Regions from separate parts of the Mus musculus genome. Here region 1 is linked to region 2. Evidence: chromatin contacts called from public HiChIP or PLAC-seq data. All regions are on one chromosome and are shown on one strand. The core of a region is the stretch at or near the end of the contact, and the rest is flanking DNA. Distances in the headings are between cores, read along the strand shown. Region 1 has its middle 24 kb from the start of Gm35145. Region 2 holds the start of 4922502B01Rik (RIKEN cDNA 4922502B01 gene).

The links. HiChIP or PLAC-seq counts read pairs in DNA pulled down with a chosen protein or histone mark.
Region 1: a contact with region 2 is called in an H3K4me3 HiChIP or PLAC-seq map of embryonic forebrain, with 5 times the contacts expected there. The contact joins the enhancer-like site here to the promoter of 4922502B01Rik in region 2. A contact is called at or near these places in 6 of 39 promoter capture datasets (the 3T3-L1 cell line, the HPC-7 cell line, cranial neural crest and 2 more), 1 of 484 Hi-C or Micro-C datasets (ganglionic eminence) and 3 of 115 datasets of contacts at active chromatin or transcription factors (embryonic forebrain, embryonic hindbrain and forebrain).

Annotation. Positions count from the first base shown.
Region 1 is chr8:109,435,947-109,438,646 of GRCm38.p6, forward strand. It overlaps a transcript of Pmfbp1 not described here. Among named protein-coding and RNA genes, the nearest start is that of Gm35145, 24 kb to the right of the region's middle. Within about 2 kb of position 1,260, at least 33 of the 459 cell types and tissues checked have an H3K27ac peak or open chromatin away from gene starts, as enhancers often do. A contact at or near this core is called in embryonic forebrain and ganglionic eminence, where this site is marked.
Region 2 is chr8:109,248,462-109,251,161 of GRCm38.p6, forward strand. 4922502B01Rik (RIKEN cDNA 4922502B01 gene) reads right to left here and starts at 1,284. Exons shown (of 5, transcript NR_151498.1): 1 at 299-1,284. D030068K23Rik (RIKEN cDNA D030068K23 gene) reads left to right here. Exons shown (of 10, transcript NR_126329.1): 9 at 1,396-1,462; 10 at 2,643-2,700.

The DNA of each region.
Region 1 (2,700 bases), core at 10-2,509, 190 kb after region 2:
CCATCGCTCCAGCCCTGGTTCCATAACTTATAAATTGACTCTCTGTTTTGGAGTTGTGAACTTTAACTAGAATGGCATACATGTGTGAAACCAGCAAGAGGCCTGCTAACTACTCCATCTCCTGAATAGCTCTTACTGTCAGCTCATCACAACCTGGCATTATCTGGGAAGAAGGAAGCTCAGTTACAGAAGTGGCCAAGTCTGTGCAGTGTCTCCTTAATTGCTAATTGATGTGGGAGGGCCCAGCCCACTGTGGGCGGTACCATCCCCTATGCAGTGGTCCTGGGCTATATAAGGAAGCTAACTGAGCCTGAGGGCCAATAATCCAAATTCCTTCATGGTTTGCACCCTGACTTCCCTCAATGGTGGATTGTGAACTGGGCGTGTAAACTGAATATGCCCTTTGCCTCCTCCAAGTTGCTTTTGACCCGGCCGTTTGTTGCAGCAACAGAAACAAAACTAGAAACCCCAGGTAACTGTTGGCTATTGACTATGGAATAAGAAACACAAAGAGAAGTTAGTGTATTTCTTTTCATACGGAGGAAGATGGATCCCATACTCAGACCCGGAACTGTTTGGAGTGATAAGAATGAATGTCTCAACATGAAAGTATGGCATACGTATGTAAGTGACATCAAGGACCCTCTATTTTATGTCTCTCCTGCCACGAGTATCTATTTAGACTTATAATATAAACATCTGTTCTTTTCTCTCACAGCTTCTCCCTCCCCCCCCCCCACGCCCTCCCTCCAACCCCCTTCATCCGCCAGTCCCTTTTCACGGACAAACTCCTCGGTATGAAATCTCTGCTTTCTTTGTTTTCCTGGTTTCCATTTTGTAATCTAAAATATTCACTCCAAGTTCCGCTTGACAGACGTCCCTAATCTAATCTCCACGTCTGCTTTCTAATTTTCACACTCAGGATAAAACAAATCGGTTGGAGTTAATTGCTGGAGCAGCGGGCCGGAGCTCTGAGCTGTGATTTATGAGCTGAATACGGGCGCTCTGCAACACATTTTTCTTAATTTATTTTTAATGAGTCTCTCAATTAATTTTCTTGGAAACATCTTAATGATGTTGGAGGCGGGTGTTAATGAGGTCTGCACAGCTCCTAATTTTGCATATTTTAAAGTGCCTAATGTCACCTCGCAACCCTTTCTTCCCATTTTAGGAAGGGATGAGGGGAGCGATTATTGTTGAATGGAGAGTCTTCCCTCTTCACATCTCTGTCTTTGCTTAACCTTTCAGACATTATGGGCTTAGGGCGTGTCTCGGCGGCAATCACGTGTTCCCTGCTCCCCTCCCCCCACTCTTGCTGTCTCCGGGCTCTGGAATCTGAGAAACTAAAGCTAGCAAAGGAGGGACAAGGCAGGGTTTCTGGGAAATGGAGAGTTCTGGAAGCAGCAGCTCTGAGTGAAACACTGAGAGGGTACTTGTACCTGGTACCCCGTCCTTTCTGCGAGCAGGGGATGTAAGGGAGGGGCGTGGGAAAACAGCTCACGGGATGTATGTGTTCAGAGCCTTGTGTCCCCAGAGGTCTCTGCAGGCCTCAGAGCATCTCATCCCGGCCAGGCTACCTTACTGTGACAAGCATGCCATTGTCCAGCCCTCCCTGATCCCTTTTCAAAGCTACAATAAGCCGGCACCAGGCTTCAGTCCGTCTTTGTTAGAGACTGTTTGCTGATTAATAGTCATTAAAGATTTCTATAGAAAATTTTCAAAATAATGGGTTAATAATACTGGCCAAAGGCAGTCTAAAAAGTATAGATAGGCCCTATTTAAATTGTGCTGCTTCTTTCTCTGTGTTTTCCTGTTTGTGGGCATTCTAGTTCGTTTTATATATTTGTGACGGTATTGAATATCAATTCTTTCTTAAAACAAACAGCAAATCCATTTTAAATATCATTTTCACGGCTGCTTAATATTCTCCTCGGTAGGTATATCAAAAGTTACGAAACCATTCCACCGTGCTAAGCATCTAAGCTAAGACTCACATATATCCTGTGATGAATCTCTGTACGGCGCTTTTTTTTTTTAAAGCAAGGGTTTTTGTTTTTGTTTTTATTTTTATTTTTTTGGTAAAGCAGTCTAAGAAATTGGTATTGCTTTAAAGAATACAATCCCTTTTAAGCCTTCTGATACATATTTCCGAATTATTTCCTAATCTAAAGGGCCGGGCCAGGTTATTTCCAATAGCAAAATATGAGGGTGCATTTCTCCCATCATGCAGTGGTCTACGTATTACAATATTAAAACTAAACGGCCAGGTTTAGAGTCACTTTTTTATTTTCTTCACTAGTTCAACTCTTTGGAGTGATGTCAGTGTGCCCTTCCTTGGGCTTTAATGAAAGAGGCTATATATCAACGGAAACCTGGATCCACGTGACCTGTCCGCGCAGCACGTGTTTCCTGCCCTCCTCCGTAGATGCTTTCTGCCCCTGTCACCTCATTGTTCATAACTCAGTACTCTGTACATTGTTCATCTGTACTCTGTCCCTCCCCTTGTGTGGAACACCAGTCTCAAACCTCCGTCCACAGTAGCTGAGCTGTCTGAATCTTCCCAGTGGCCTCTGGGGCTCAGTGTCACTATCCCCATCTGGATGAAGATCCCCATTCAAGCAGCAACCATGAGCTTCGGACATGGAAGTCTCCTGTGAGGCAGCGGATACATGCTCATTCAGTCAGTGAGCCAGTCCCAAT
Region 2 (2,700 bases), core at 34-2,533:
ACCAAGAATGAAATAGCCTATTGAGGGAACTTTAAAAGCCCTCAATTAATATGTTGAGCATGTATAAGATCCACAAAGAACTCACTGTATTTCCCACTTCCCCCCAGACATCCCCAGTACTCACAACTCCCCGAACCACCACCTTTCTTTTCTGTCAGGTGTGGGGTGGGGGAAAGATCAGAGCTACACAATAACTGGTTAACCTCTTCAAAACTGCGACAGCACCGGTCTTCACAATTAAAGGACAAAAACAAACACAAATAAAAAGGGTGACTTCATTAATGAGGGGATAAATTACCAATGACTTCTTCACTCTCTTTAGCTTATTACCCCCCAAACAAAACAAATATAATCCACATGTTAAAATCTCTTGTCTTCTTTCTTTGTTTTTGGTATGACGTTCTTTATTATGATTTTTTTTAAGTGTTGGTATTTGTAGAAGCTCCTGCCACTGTGTTCCCCAAAGAGCTACTAGTCTCAGCCCACTGGAGTTTATATTCCTTTAATTGTCTAGTGCAGGGACATTGCTGCCGATCTTAAAAATATACCGCTCTGCAGGAATTAGAGGAATCCAAGGTTGTATCCAACTTCAAAGGTTTCCAAGTCATAATGATTTTAGAAAGGCAGAAGACACATCATGGAAGGAACAAGCCCCCGTTTGAAGATAAGCATCATAGGGAATCTCTTTTTCCTTCCCTGTCTTCCCAACTTTGTGCTCCTCTCGGCTCTGGGTGCCCCCTCGCTAACGTAGTTTAATGATATGCAAATGAAATATGCATAAAACCATCCTACTGTATGATGATTAAACACTGGAGACATTAACAGCGGAGGCTTTACTCTGTATAATAATCCTTCCCGACCATCCACTTCGATTGCGGAGTTATGGAAACCCATAGCAGTTGGCAGAGAGAGGGGAAAGAGAGAAGGAAGAAGAGATGCAGGGGCACATCTCCCACTCGGTGCTTCTCCCACTCCCAAGGAGCTCCCCCAACCTTTGTACTGCACTAGTGCTGTCTTTTGTAATCCATCCATGCAGTCGCACCAGAGCGATTAACGGGGGGAAAAAACCTCTTTTCTCTTAATGTTTCAAAGCTCATTAGCCAAACGATTATTCCTCATTAACAGCGAAAGCTTATTCATTAAAAGGAAGGATATGCCCAAAAGATGCCAGCGCAGTTAATCCTGAGTCCCGTAACTGGACTGTAAATCCCAAACTACTTGTATATTCCATGCGAAAGGGGCACGCGCCAATCCACAATTAAAAGAAAAAAAAAAAAAGAAAAAGAACAAAAATGAAAACAGTTTGTGTGTTTTGTAAAATCCACAAGAGCAGCAATTAATATTCCCATTGAATTGACTTTAATTTTTGTGTGTGTGTCTCCCTTTTGTTTCCAGCGCCTGCCCCTGGCTCAGCGCCCGGTGCCAACAGAACACCTTCAGGATTCACAGCAACGCAGAAACCGTGAGTACCAGCCGCTTCCCTCAGACCCTTTTGCAGGATGTCTTTTTTTTTTTTTTTTTTCCTTAAGCACCTAAAACATAGAGACAAGGCTCTTTTCCCTTCTGCTCCTCAGCATCATGCCACCAGGGTTTGCCTGGTAGCCCCTTCCAAATCTCTCTGCCTTCAAGTTTGTACTTGTGTGTGTGGCATCCCTCCTCCTCCTCCTCCTCCTCCTCCTCCTCCTCCTCCTCCACTCCCATAGTGGATCTTGTAAAGGGGCTTCAGACGACCCCATTCATCTCCCCGGTGATAGCAGCGAATGTAGATAAATCTCTGGCTGCCTGCTTGCTGCTCCAGTATGATTTTTATTTTGTCTTCTGTGTGTACCTGGGTTAGAGAGTGGGATGCATACACACACACATACAAGTACATACTCAGATCTCCCAGTCTTTCCTCTGCCATCCTCTCCCACTTCTCAGACATGCATACACCACCCCACACACGTGTAAGTGCAAACCATATACACCTATATACGTACCCATACCTATAGCATGAAAATATATACATAGCTAAGCATTCAGTTTGTCAGAGAGTCTGTGTATTTGTATACACGCAGAGCCTTACACACATCTCTATATGCACTCGATGGTTGCCTGTTTTCACGTCTACCCATCTAGATAGCTCCTTTTAAACATTCCCTCTTTTCTCTCAGCAGAGGCTGTGTGCCATTTCCATCCAGGATTGGGAAAGCAGTATTCCTTCCTTAGAATTTCTATCTGTAGACCTTTATGTTTCCTTCTCTGCCTTCTTCGGAGCTATAAAATTGGCATCTTTCCCTGAGGTTTTCCGAATGGCAAGTGGTACCGGCTGTGGCATGCATTCATGCCGATTCCTCAGGCATTTCTCTTCCGATGTCTGCCTTTCCTCTTTGTTGTTGACTTGGCTGAACGGTGTGTTGTTGTTGTTGTTTTTTTAAGTTAATTATAAACGAAGTTGAGTAGCAAATAAGCCAGTAGCTTGCCCTCTCAAAAAAAAATTAATGAAAAAACAAAAATAGCCCACACAAGTGCCTTCTGCTGCAACAGATGCCCACATCACCCTTGGCATGGGCAACGGACAAACAGTTTGGGTGGTTGATGATTTTCTCTGACTGTCGCTGTATCTGTTGTTTGTTTTCCTTGTTTCTTTTTGATTTTTCAAGATGTCCAGGACCCCGGCCTCTGCTTGGAACGGAATGGTGTCATGGCGGAGACAACGGC